Regions from separate parts of the Mus musculus genome. Here region 1 is linked to region 2. A link is a contact called in public HiChIP or PLAC-seq data. All regions are on one chromosome and are shown on one strand. The core of a region is the stretch at or near the end of the contact, and the rest is flanking DNA. Distances in the headings are between cores, read along the strand shown. Region 1 holds the start of 9230116L04Rik (RIKEN cDNA 9230116L04 gene). Region 2 overlaps Plekhh1 (pleckstrin homology domain containing, family H (with MyTH4 domain) member 1).

Evidence for each region. HiChIP or PLAC-seq counts read pairs in DNA pulled down with a chosen protein or histone mark.
Region 1: a contact with region 2 is called in an H3K4me3 HiChIP or PLAC-seq map of intestinal villus epithelium, with 6 read pairs. The contact joins the promoter of 9230116L04Rik here to the enhancer-like site in region 2. A contact is called at or near these places in 2 of 15 datasets of contacts at CTCF or cohesin (the NIH/3T3 cell line and large pre-B cells), 3 of 484 Hi-C or Micro-C datasets (bone marrow-derived macrophages, nephron progenitors and visceral endoderm), 10 of 115 datasets of contacts at active chromatin or transcription factors (embryonic hindbrain, embryonic stem cells, extraembryonic endoderm stem cells and 3 more) and 3 of 9 other capture datasets (adipose tissue, liver and pancreatic islet).

Annotation. Positions count from the first base shown.
Region 1 is chr12:79,100,951-79,106,854 of GRCm38.p6, reverse strand. 9230116L04Rik (RIKEN cDNA 9230116L04 gene) reads left to right here and starts at 2,916. Exons shown (of 3, transcript NR_110486.1): 1 at 2,916-3,074.
Region 2 is chr12:79,038,159-79,044,375 of GRCm38.p6, reverse strand. It overlaps Plekhh1 (pleckstrin homology domain containing, family H (with MyTH4 domain) member 1), which reads right to left. Exons shown (of 29, transcript NM_181073.3): 2 at 3,714-3,884. The coding sequence starts at 3,836. Among named protein-coding and RNA genes, the nearest start is that of Plekhh1, 12 kb to the right of the region's middle. Within about 2 kb of position 2,810, at least 46 of the 459 cell types and tissues checked have an H3K27ac peak or open chromatin away from gene starts, as enhancers often do. A contact at or near this core is called in extraembryonic endoderm stem cells, intestinal crypt epithelium and intestinal villus epithelium, where this site is marked.

The sequences.
Region 1 (5,904 bases), core at 1,667-4,166, 62 kb before region 2:
AACTGTAACAGGATCCAATGTCCTCTTCTGGTGTGTCCGAAGTCAGCTACAGTATACTCACACATATATAAAATAAATAAAATCTTTAAAAGCAAAACAAAACATTAGTGTCTGCAAGAGCCCTTGAGACTGGATGTATGTCTAGAAGTGTTGACTTACATCAGGCAAGTCCTCTTGAATCCAAACCTATACTTCAGATAAAAGACTTAGAGACCATATTTCAAGAGAGAAAATAACACACACACACACACACACACACACACACGCACGCACACACACACACACACACACACACACACACACACACACGGTGCATTGGTGTTTTGCCTGCATGTATGTCTATGTGAAAGTGTCAGATTCCCTGAAACTGGAGTTACAGACAGTTGTAAACTGTCATGTGGGTGCTGGGAACTGAACCTGAATCCTCTGGAAGAACAGTCAGTGCTCTTAACCACTGAGCCGTCTCTCCAGCCCATCTCTTGATCATCAACCTCCCACATTCCAAACATATTTCATGATTAAAAATTATTTTCTGACCAAAAAAGGGGGTGGGGGGACAAAAAATTATTTTCCATAAAGTTGTAATTTGCTAAGTCTCTAGACAAATATTACTCAGAATGATCCCAACTTTCCTGTCCAAATGAGGTTTTCACAGACTGGGGAAATGCTTGTCCTGGGGCTGCTGCAACTGAGATCTGGGACCTCTGACAAAGGACTGGCAAAGGTTGACATGTCTTACCAGTCAGCATCCTAGAACCCTGCTGTGAGAACCAGTGCTGGTTAGCTTTTTAACAACTTGACACAAACTAGATCTAATTTGGAAGAGGAACCCTCAGCTGAAGAAATGACTATCAGATTGCCCTATAGACAAGTCTGTGGGTGTCTTAGATAGGGTTTTACTGGTGGGAACAGACACCATGACCTAGGCAACTCTTATAAGGACAACATTTAATTGGGGCTGGCTTAAAGGTTCAGAGGTTCAGTCCGTTATCATCAATGTGGGTGCATGGCAGCATCCAGGCTGGTATGGTGCAAGAGGAGCTGAGAGTTCTACATCTTCACCCGAAGGCTGCTAGTGGAAGACTGGCTTCTAGGAAGCTAGGACAAGGGTCTTAAAGCCCAAACCCACAGTTGACACACCTACTCCATCAAGGCCACACCTATTGCAACAAGACCACACCTGTAGATAGTGCCACTCCCTGGGCCAAGTATATATATATATATATATATATATACAAACCATCACAGTGGGGCGGGGAGTTTTGTTTGTTTTGTTTTAAATTAATGATTGCTGTGAGATCTATGGACTGTGACCTCCTCCTGGCAAGTGCTCCTTGAACGAGCCCATGCAAAGGACGTCAGTGAGCACCATTTCTCTGTGGCCTCTGTGACACTTCTGGACTCCAGGTTCTTGTCTCGAATTCCTGCCCTGATTCCTTCAATGATAAACTGTGTCGGCCTAGTAACTCTTTCTTCCCCTATTTGCTTTTGGTCAGAAATTTTTATCATAGCAATAGAAAGCAGAGTAGGATGAGGGGAAACTAATTCTTTGGTTAAAGGGGATCCGTTGATAACTCCAGACTCCTATAATTAGGAAGCGTGGAAGCACAGGGGAAGAGCATGGGGGTTGGTGCTGGCTTTGCAGACTGACTGATTTACAATTCCCAACAATCTAATACCTCTTTTTTCTTAAGATTCATTCTATTTTTTAAAATGTTGCACAGGTATGTCTTTGTGTGGCTATGTGTGCATGAGTGCAGGTGCCTGGGAGGTCAGGAGTAGCTGTTGGATCCTCTGGAACTAGAGTTACTAGGTTGTGAGCTGCCTGACATGGGTGCTAGGACTCGAACTCAGATCCTTGGGAAGAGCAGGAAACACCCATAACTGCTGAGACATCTCTCCAGCCACCCCCACTTCAACATCTCTTCTTTTTTATGTGTATCTCTCTCTCTCTCTCTCTCCCTCTCTCTCTCTCTCTCTCTCTCTCTCTCTCTCTCTCTCTCTCTCTCTCTGTGTGTGTGTGTGTGTGTGTGTGTGTGTGTGTGTGTGTGAGTTTATGCCACATGTATGCATTACCAAAGGAAGCCAGAAGAGGGCACCAGATCTCTTAGAGCTGGAGTTACAAGTGGCTGTGAGCCACTAACGTGGATATAGAGAACTTGGGTCCTTCCGAAGAGCAGCAAGTGAGCCACCTCTCCAGAAGCATGATGTCAACTTACACAGACTTCCCTGAGGGTCCCTAAAACAAACAAACAAACAAACAATAGTAAAAAGCAAAACAAAATCAAAAATTATGTGAAGCTCTTGTCTAGCCTGTGTCTCAGCAGCCAGCAGAAGGCTAGAAACTCCAGACACATCATATACTCAGCAGCAATTCTGTGTGCATGTGTTCCAGTCTCTCGGGGGCTTTGTTTTAGCAAGAGGCTGCTCATCTGGTCCACTGGGGCCTTTGCTTTTCTAATTTTATTGCTTCCTTAGTCCTGGGACAACTCCCATCCAGGTACCTCCTGCCTGTTGTCACAAGTTTAAGGTTTTATAATCAGAATTATCTCTGCTTTTAAAGGAGAGACTAGAGAGGTTATTTGCAAAAACATATTAGCCATCGGCCAGCACAGCAACAAAGGTCTCTGGCTCAGTGTCTGAGGGTAAACTTAGGATCCTGCGTGTCACACCTTCTGCTCTCACTTCAGAAACATCTTACTTGAATGTTCAAATAAGGTCCCAAGTGGCTAATTGGACCTATGGTCAAAATAAAGTCTGGTTGCTATCTTCCAGATGGGGGTCACCCAGGTACTCTGTGTTCCTGGAATAATCACACACTGAACTTTGCCGCCCTTGCCTGGGGAATGTTCCTGATCCCACTGCCAAGGTAAACAACCTCCAGGAAGTCCCTTCTGCCACCTGTGCTCAACTTTCTTTTTTCACCCTGTGATGCAGGAGATGGAACTCAAGGCCTCCAGCATTCCGGGCAAGTTCTCTACTACTGAGTCAAGCCCCCTTCACCCTCTACCTCCCACCCCAACCTGTAGTCGATGCCAACCAATCAATGCATAGCTGAGAGAGTGGGAACCCAGGTAAGACATTCCCTGGCATAAGCCAGCCTTCCTCTTTGCTCCTTCAGAGCAACTCCTCAGCCACTTCTCTGAGTTTAATGCTTTTACATTAAACAATTGGGCAGTCATATTACACCTTAGGAATAAAAAAATAAAACCTTACCTTTTTAAATAAAAGCATTTTATTTTTTACTGATGTGTGTATACATGTTTATCACACATGTATGGAGACCCATGGAAGCCAGAAGAAGGTGTCAGAGCCCCTGGAACTGGAGTTACAGGCGGCCGCCTCACATGGGTGCTGGGAACTGAACTCACGTCTTCTGGAAGAGCATTGAGCACTCCTAACCACTGAAGCCTCTCTTCCAGTCAAAGGGCAAAATTACTTTTAAAAATTCTTCAAGTGTCCAGTTTGGTTTTTAACAATTTATCTCATCACGTTTTAAAATATGCAAATGCACTTTTAGCACCCATTATAACCATGAAACTAATTTTAAGCAACAAAAACCACACAAAACCATGGAGATCCTTTTGTGTTGGCCAACCACTTCTGGGCGTGGGGGCTGCCCTCGGGGTGATTGATAAATCCAGTGTGTTCTGTAGCACCCCACTGGAGGAAACTCCCCTCCACCAACAGGAATCAGTTTCAAATAGGTTTTGGTTAGAGATGGGGCCCTGTGTCAACTTATCCCTCTTAGTGCTGGACCACGTCTGGCTTGAACATGTGCTGTCCTGGCTTTGGTGAGTTCAGGTGTATTAAGCCAGGTCTAGCTTCATCTATCACCTCGGGCTCTTAGAATCCTTTCTCCTCCTCTTTCGAGGAACCTGAGCCTTGGGGGAAGAGTTTCAATGAAGACACCCTGGTTGAATGCTTGTCTCTTACTGCCTGTGCACTGTCTGGCTGTGGGCTCAGTATTAATTCCCGTCTCCTACAAGAAGCTTCTCTGGTGAGCATTGATTGGTGCCCCAGTCTCTGAGTATTTTGTTTGACATCCCCAGTCTTTCAGATCCAGTTTCACTTCCGGTTGAGTTGTCTTCTTTGATTTTATTTCTTTCGTAAATTCCACTTTAATGACTTGAATACACTTTACTCTTTCATTCAACTGTTTGCGCATTCAAAGCCTTCCTTCGGGCATCTGTCCATGTCTTCTTTAAGACCTCGAACACATTCATACTTGCTTTTTGAAGGTATTGTCTTGTGCTTCAGCTAGTTGCTGTCCTTGGGGCCTCTGGGGGAGGCATATTATCTTGTGTGTCCCTATTTGTGTTTCTGCACTGGGATGAAGGCATGTGGACTTAGAGCTGTGACGTGTTTCTGGCTTAGGTCTGGTCTCTTTGAGTGGGTTGATCATTCTTTGGTTGCTGTTACTCACTCAAGATTCTAGCCAAGAGTGATTGGTGGCTGTGGGATCCCTGGTAGAGAGTGTCTCTCTCTCTCTCTGTGCATCAGCTGGTGTCACAGAAGAATGGAGATGGGTTAGAAGGAAAGACTGAAAGGGCAACAGGGGGACCTGGGGTCTACATTAGGAAGCACAGTCCACAGGGGTTTAGTCAGAAAATGTTGCAGAATAGAAGTGTATCCAGGCAATTGGATACACCACACAATAGCAAGAGCAGTGAAGTTCAACCAGTGACCTAGCATTTTAAAAATAGAAGGCAACTATGTACTCCAAGTTCCAGTGAGAAAAACTTTCAGAGTGGTGCCCACACCTCTGATCCCCGCACTCAGGAGGCGGAAGCAGGTGAGTTCGAGGTCAGCCTGGTCTTAAGAACAAGTTCCAGGCTAGGCGAGGTGGCACACACGCCTTTAATCCCAGCACTCGGGAGGCAGAGGCAGGAGGATTTCTGAGTTTGAGGCCAGTCTGGTCTACAAAGTGAGTTCCAGGACAACTAGGGCTACATAGAGAAACCCTGTCTTGGAAAACAAAAGAATGAAGAAAGAAAGAAAGAAAGAAAGAAAGAAAGAAAGAAAGAGAGAGAGAGAGAGAGAGAGAGAGAGAGAGAGAGAGAGAGAGAGAGAGAGAGAAAGGCTATCATAGGAATACTAGCAAAAGGACAAAAAAAAAAAAGATTAAGAAGATACTGGTATCAAAGTACAAACAATTACCAGGTAAAAATACATTTGTTTGCTTTTAAAAAGAATACAACACAGAAGTAAGGATGATTTTCCTGTCCACTCATGGGTTTTAGTCTTTGTGCTGCTAATACGGGTTGTGCTGACATCCAGTAGAATTTCTCACCACATCTGAGAATATCTCATTCTGGCTTCACGGGCAGATCTCTCCCAGGAACATCTTGTCACTGTACAGTTTCAAAGTGGTGAAATATCTCCATGCCTTACTGGGGCTGAAAGATGTGCTCGTTGTCCAGTGCATTCTGACAGCCAAAACTAGCATGGCACTGAACACAGTCCATTGCCAGGGCTCTATCATGAGAAGCAGAAGGGAGGAGAGAGGTGGGAGGGCAGCAGGGCTGGAGGCAGGAGGGTGTCTCGGTGAATTAGTTAAACTGCTTGGCTCCTGGAGGATCACTCAAGCAAGCTGTACTTGCCCAAGAGCTCTCTGGATTCTCAAATGAAAGACACACATACGACAGCTAGCCAGATAATTTTGATATGCCTTGAGTAGCTCAACGCCTGGACACTTCTAAACCTCCCCGCAGCTAGCACACACTTCCCTTCAGTAATCCTGGCTTAACACCTTCTAAATCTCTCGTTTATTTTTGCTGCCCTATTGCCTTCTAGGCAGCACTGCATTCCCGTCCACCTATATTACTGGATGGTTTCTCTCCTGCAGCTCTTAAATCTGATCCCTCTGCCTCTGAGTCACAGTGATTCTCCTCTTCCCCCCCC
Region 2 (6,217 bases), core at 1,561-4,060:
GGGGCCTACTTGACGTCCTCCGTGTGGCTTCAGAAGACTACACCAGTCTCCTGAGTGCTGTGCTCACAGGCAGGTTTAGCTCTGACTAGACACGTTCCTACTTTTCATACATCAGCACCACTATATATATATTTCTTATATGTCACCTATGACTGATAGATTTAGATTTATTTCCTACCAATGCATTTTTGTCCCTCCTGTAGGTCCTCTACTCCTTTTGTTTGTTTGGTTTGGGTTTTGTTTTGTTTTGTTTTGTTTTGTTTTTTTTTGAGCCAAAATCTCATGTAGCCCTACCTGACCTTGCTATGATCCTTCTGCAAGGAAATCAGGAGAGAATTCCTCCCGAGAGCTGGGGTCACAGGCATCCTTACCATAGCTGGCCTATAGTCCCCTTGTCTATTCTTCCTTTCCCATTTACCATGGCTCAGGAGACTTTCTTTGTTCCATTTCCTCACTGTAGTGATGTGAGTTAGTGTATAACTTATTTTTACTTATCACTTTTATATTTATTTATTTATTTATTGTTTTTTCTTTTTGGTTTTATTATCACTTTTATTATTCTAGCCTCAAAGGCAGGTGATTACTGAGACGGTAACTTGGTGGTAGAGGGCTTGTGTAGCACGCATGAGGTCCTGGGTTCTATCCCTAGTACCACAAAATGAGAAAACAGGGAGAAGCAAGGAGAGAAATCGCTGGTTTTTGTGTGATGCATTCTCTCCTCTACAAAATAATATACCCAGCTTTTAGCTGAACGAGAATAAAGACATTTCCCAGTCTTCTTTGATGCTGAGCATGACCACGCGACTAAGATTTGGCCAGTGGGATCTGGGCAGAAAGAACACAAGCAACCTCTGGGTCATACACTTAGATGGAGAGAGTGCAACCAGGGCCACCAAGGTGAACCATCATCCAGCTCGGGGCTGGACTGCTTCTGTCTGGGAAGTTACACATGACAGAAACAAGCATGTGTCTGTCTAACCGCTGTGTGGTTCTTACAGCAGCCACACGGTGAAGTAGCTAAAAACAGAAGACGGAGATGTTTAAGTTCTGTAGCCTGTTCTCACTCCTCGTGGTCTCCAAATCTGCAGCTTCACCTCTCTTTTCAAGCTGTTTGTAGGTATGAGCTTTTCAAATAACGCCTCTCTCCACGTTCCTCTCCATGGCTGTGAGGGAGCGTGATCTGGAACAGACAGGTTCTCAGCATCCTGCATCCACATCCTGCTGTATCGCGCCACACACAAGGTACTAGGTTTGATCCCTTGTAATAGGCACACAGCCCAACTTCCGGTGCACAACCAGATATTTAATCTATCCACTAATTTCAATGAGGAGACTTTCTCAAAGGTCTATCTGGCTTTTAAAGTCAGTCTGGTCTTTTGGATACAGTGTTGTTCTTGTCTCAAGTCTTCAGTTTCTTTATTCCATCATCAGTAGTTTTTAATGAACTAACTTACAGTCTCTTGTCCACAGTTGTATCATTAGAAGTCCAACTGTCTCTTGCATAGGTGAATTCCTACTAACTACAGATTACCCCACCCCCACCCCTGGCACTAGTCATTTTGAGTTTTATGTTCATCTTCACTAAATCTGATTCCTGGGGACCTGCAGTGAAGTCTTGTTTCTCCAAAGCATTGAGTCTGTTCCTACAAGTTTCTCCTGTGTTACCCACCCCTGACTCAGAACTCAGGTTCTTGAATCACACAGCTGTACAAATCCAACTGTTAAAGCATTGTTCTTCCCAGAGCCTTCTGTCTGAGACGCTCCCGGCACCTCCTGCATCTCCTGCATCTCCTGGTGCTGGTGGGTGATCTTCTCGCATTTCCATTTGTAAATAGTCCAGAGTACACAGGAGATTCTGGGTTATTTTTTAGCTCTAAGTAGCCAAACCTCATCTGACTCCACAGATGTAAAAACTCCAACCTGAAGCCCAGTGTGACCACCAGGGAGGCTAGCCACCTACCCCATTTCACTCCTGCTTTGTCTCTTTGTCCCCTTTCTGGGGAGGGGTCTTGCTGTGTTCCAGAGCTATTTATCTCTCATTCCTTCAGAGTTTCCATGGGCTCCATTCGAGGTCCTCTTGTTTTATCTGAGGCTATTTCATTGTAGTACTTTTATTTCAGAAGTCTTCCCCCTGAGATGTGTTCCAGCCCACTTGGCTGAGCAGAGCCCCTTATAGTCTCTTTCCCTCATTCCCTCCCCCAACACCACAGGCTAAGGCAAGGTCCTCAAACTTTACCGACAAAACCATTCTAGGAGCCTGTTAACCAGACATTAACAGCACTCTGAAGGCTTAAGACAGGAGGACTGAGCAACCCAAGAACAGACAACCCACTGGGTGGTTCTGGGAAAGGGGTTCTGACCACGCCATCCTTAGACCCACTATCCTTTCCCTGAGGCGGCAGTACCCGCTGGCATCCACAGGAACCCTACGCTGTCTGAACTAAGAAAGCAATGCCAACAGACTCAAGCAAGTTCAAGAGTTCAAGTCCAATCTAGTTCAAGGCCACGCCCCAGCCATGGGAATGCCAAAATGACACTACCCACTTGCTCCCCAAACTCCAGGCTGCAGAAGCACCAGAGGGAGCTGGTTATTTGTTCCATTCTTTCCAGCTTTACTAATCAAGGCTTGGACCTTACTTATAAGGGTGAGCTGGGCCTTACCTTTGTACCAAGAAAGGATTAGCTAAGTACACTGACACTATAATCAGAACCATCAAGAGAACAGTTAGCTGAGTCATCCCCTGCTGTGTACTCACACAGATACATTTTAACTGCAGCTCTCCACTCTCTGAACAGGTTATACCTGTGAGAGTCAGCCACTTGATGTCCCTTCCCAGAGACATGTGACAACAGTGCTCAGTGTTGCAGACCAGCCTACCTAAGCTTATAAAGATAGCACACCTGTTCACATTACTTAATTTGTGTCTGAACTCTTACATAAGTTATCAGATACATCTCAAAATAGCTCAGAGATATAGAACACCCTGGCCTGAGAGGTGGAAGTTCATAGAGCCAGGCATGTCTTTTTCCAAAGCTTATTTGTTGTCCCCAGAAAATCAGGCACTTTCTGAGGCTCTCCTGATAATAAGGGATGGGCAGGAGGGTGGGGACTCCCATTGTACTCCTAAAGTGCCGTCCAGCCCCAAAAGAGGATAAAGTGTTAACAGCAGTAGTAACAGCAAGAGAAATGATGAGAAAGATAAGCCACTGCGGCTCAAAGCGACAGAGAACCCAGAAGACCTTATCGTTTTTTAAATTTTAATTGTTTTTGACAACCTCATTACATAGCCCAGGTTGGCCTTGAATCCTTCAAAGATGGGAGTGGCCTTGAACTCAGTGAGCTCTGCGGGCCTCTGCTTCCCGACTGCTGGAATTAAAGCTCTGCTACACCATGCCAGCTCAACTGTATCATTTGTCCATGCCTGGCACCTGAGGTGGCAGAGCCAGGAGAAATGTCACATGACAGCTTTTGAGTTTTCATTTTTCATGAAAAATGTAGCAAAGTCTTAGGGAGGGAGGGAAGGTGGGAGAGAGGGAAAGAGGGAGAGAAAGAGAGAGAGAGAGAGAGAGTGTGTGTGTGTGTGTGAGTGTGTGTGTGTGTGTGAGTATGTGTATGTGAGTGTGTGTGTGTGTGAGCGTGTGCGTGAGTGAGTGTGTTCTGCCTGCCCCTGCACTGAGGATGTGAGGGAACTACCTGCTCTCCAGGGACTCACCTTGTCAGCCAGCAGCTCCCTTATCTTGCTGGCCTGAAGGCGGAAGCGGAAAAGCTGTGTTTCCAGGGATAGGCATCGCTTCTGCCAGTCTATGCTGGCCACCTCCACCTTGACTTCTGCCATGACGGAACCAACTTCCAAATACTCCCGGGAGCTCCAAGATCCAGCACACTGAAAATGGAAAGATAAGAGTCTGAGGAGGAGGAATGTGCGGGAAGGAGAAAAGGAGGGCAAAGGGCAGAGAAAACAGGGTGGGGACGAGGGTGGTTCCAACTGTCCCTACGGTGTCCCCTTCTCTCAGCCCAGGGCATCCAGCACCAGGAGCAGGTGGCTGAGCAGCATCTGGACAAAACCCAAGACGCCTTAAGAAGAGCTTGCTTTCTGCTGACTGTTGCCTGTTGACTGTTTTAATATATTATAGTAAGTGATGCTTATGAAGAGTTTCAGGCCTTAGATTCTTTTAATTAGCATATGAAGCATTAGGTCTTATTGTGGTATTTTCAAATGGAAGTTGTTCTTGTCTACTCTCCTCCTCCACCCCACTGCCCCACTTGGACTGACAGGCACCATCTTCAATCTCCTGTCGCATGCTCTCTTGCCCACGCCACCTTCCTCAGCACCGCTCTTCCCTCTCTTGTTCCCTTTCTGGTTTCCCAACTGTTGTTACTCAAACTCTCTCCTGGGGAGATGTAAACAATGGCCAACTCCCTCCTTACAGGGCACCAACCGCAAACCAAAGATAATTCCACCAGAGTCCAACCTGGGAGACCAGTGAGTGTAACAGGCTGACTCACAGAGCTCGGGGAAAGGACACTTATAGGACCCTGGGTGACTGCAAAGCCGTTTCATGCAGCAGGGATGAGCTTCCCCTACAGCTGCATAGACGGCATCGCCTCACTCTGACATTCCAGTGTATATACTCTAGCCCCACAAGGTCATGTGAAATGAGGGCAGGGGCAGGAGGTGAGACAGAGCTTCAGGGATCTCAGGGGAGGGTCCAACCCCTCCTTCTAGGTGGGAACTTTAAAAGTCAACAAGCCCAATCTAGGGCTGGGGTGGGGAGAGAGCTTGGGGGGGGTCACTTGCAAATAGTCACAGCTGTTGTAGTGAAATGAAGGCTATTCAACCTGGATGATGGGGGTCCTACAAGAACCTATAGCCACTCTTGCTCAAAACCTACACACACACACACACACACACACACACACACACATACACACACACTGAAAGCTAAGATCCATAAGTGAGATAAGAAGAGGTAGAGTCTTTCTGAAATGAGGTCACCTTGTTTAATATAATAATTTCCAGATTTATCAGTTTTTCTAAAGATTTCACAGTTACATTCCATAGATCTATCACCCAGCTTCCCAAATCACCAGTGGTTAGGGCTAAGGTGTAGCTGAGAGGCAGGGAGGACGCCTAGCATTCCTGAGTCTCTAGGACACATGAAATCATGAGTTCAATTTCCAGCAACAAACACACATCTGTTACTATACTTTTTTGTCTTTTGAGACAGGGTTTCTCTGTATAGCCCTGGCTGTCCTGGAACTCACTCTGTAGACCAGGCTGGCCTTGAACTCAGAAATCTGCCTGCCTCTGCCTCCCAAGTGCTGGGATCAAAGGCGTGCGCCACCAGTGCCCAGCTCACAGTTACATTCTTATTTACAGATGAACAAACCTCCACTTGGCATACGTCATTTCCATTATCTACTCACTGGCTGAAGATTCAGGCTGGTTCCATTCCTTTGTATTAAGAACAGTATAATGGTAACACGGATGACCAAGTGTGCCTGTGGTAGGATATGGAGTCCTTTGGGAATATGCCCAGTAGTAGTACAGCTGAGTCATTTGAAAGTTATACTCTTAATTTTTTTATGACATTTAAAAAAATAACGTGACTGCAATTCGTGGTGTCCATATACTTTTGAAGGCGTGGTGTCCATCCCGCCCTCAAAATGAATTGACTCTCCCTCCAGAAGCCTCGACAGTCCATAGCTCCTCCTCCTCCGGTAGGGGTGGAGGTCCATGAACACCTTCCCTGTTTTTAATTTCTTAAACTTCTATAGTAATCTCTATGTCACACTAGTTTACATTTACATTCCTATTAGCAGTGACTCCCTCCTCCTCCACATCCTCGCCAGCATTTGCTGTCACCTGCTTTCTGGATGGTAGCTATTCCTACTGGATAAGAAGTGAATCATGGGGCTCCCCCTTGTTTTTCATTTAACTGTCTGCTCATCTGCCGTATTGTATTGTCAGATCCCATTCTAGGCTCTGCTGTTGAAGGAGAGGTCCCTGCCTTGAAGTTTTCCATTATAACACATGTGCCATCGATACGCTGGACAAACAGAAGCAGGGAAAGGGGGTGGGGGCCTTGGTGTTTAAGAAAACAGATTCCTCTAAAGTGAGCCACACAGTTAACTGGAAGCAGAGCTCTGTCTGGTTCCTGCTTTGGTCCTGACTCTATCTCTGTTGGTGTCAGATGGGCTGAGAGTGGACAAGAA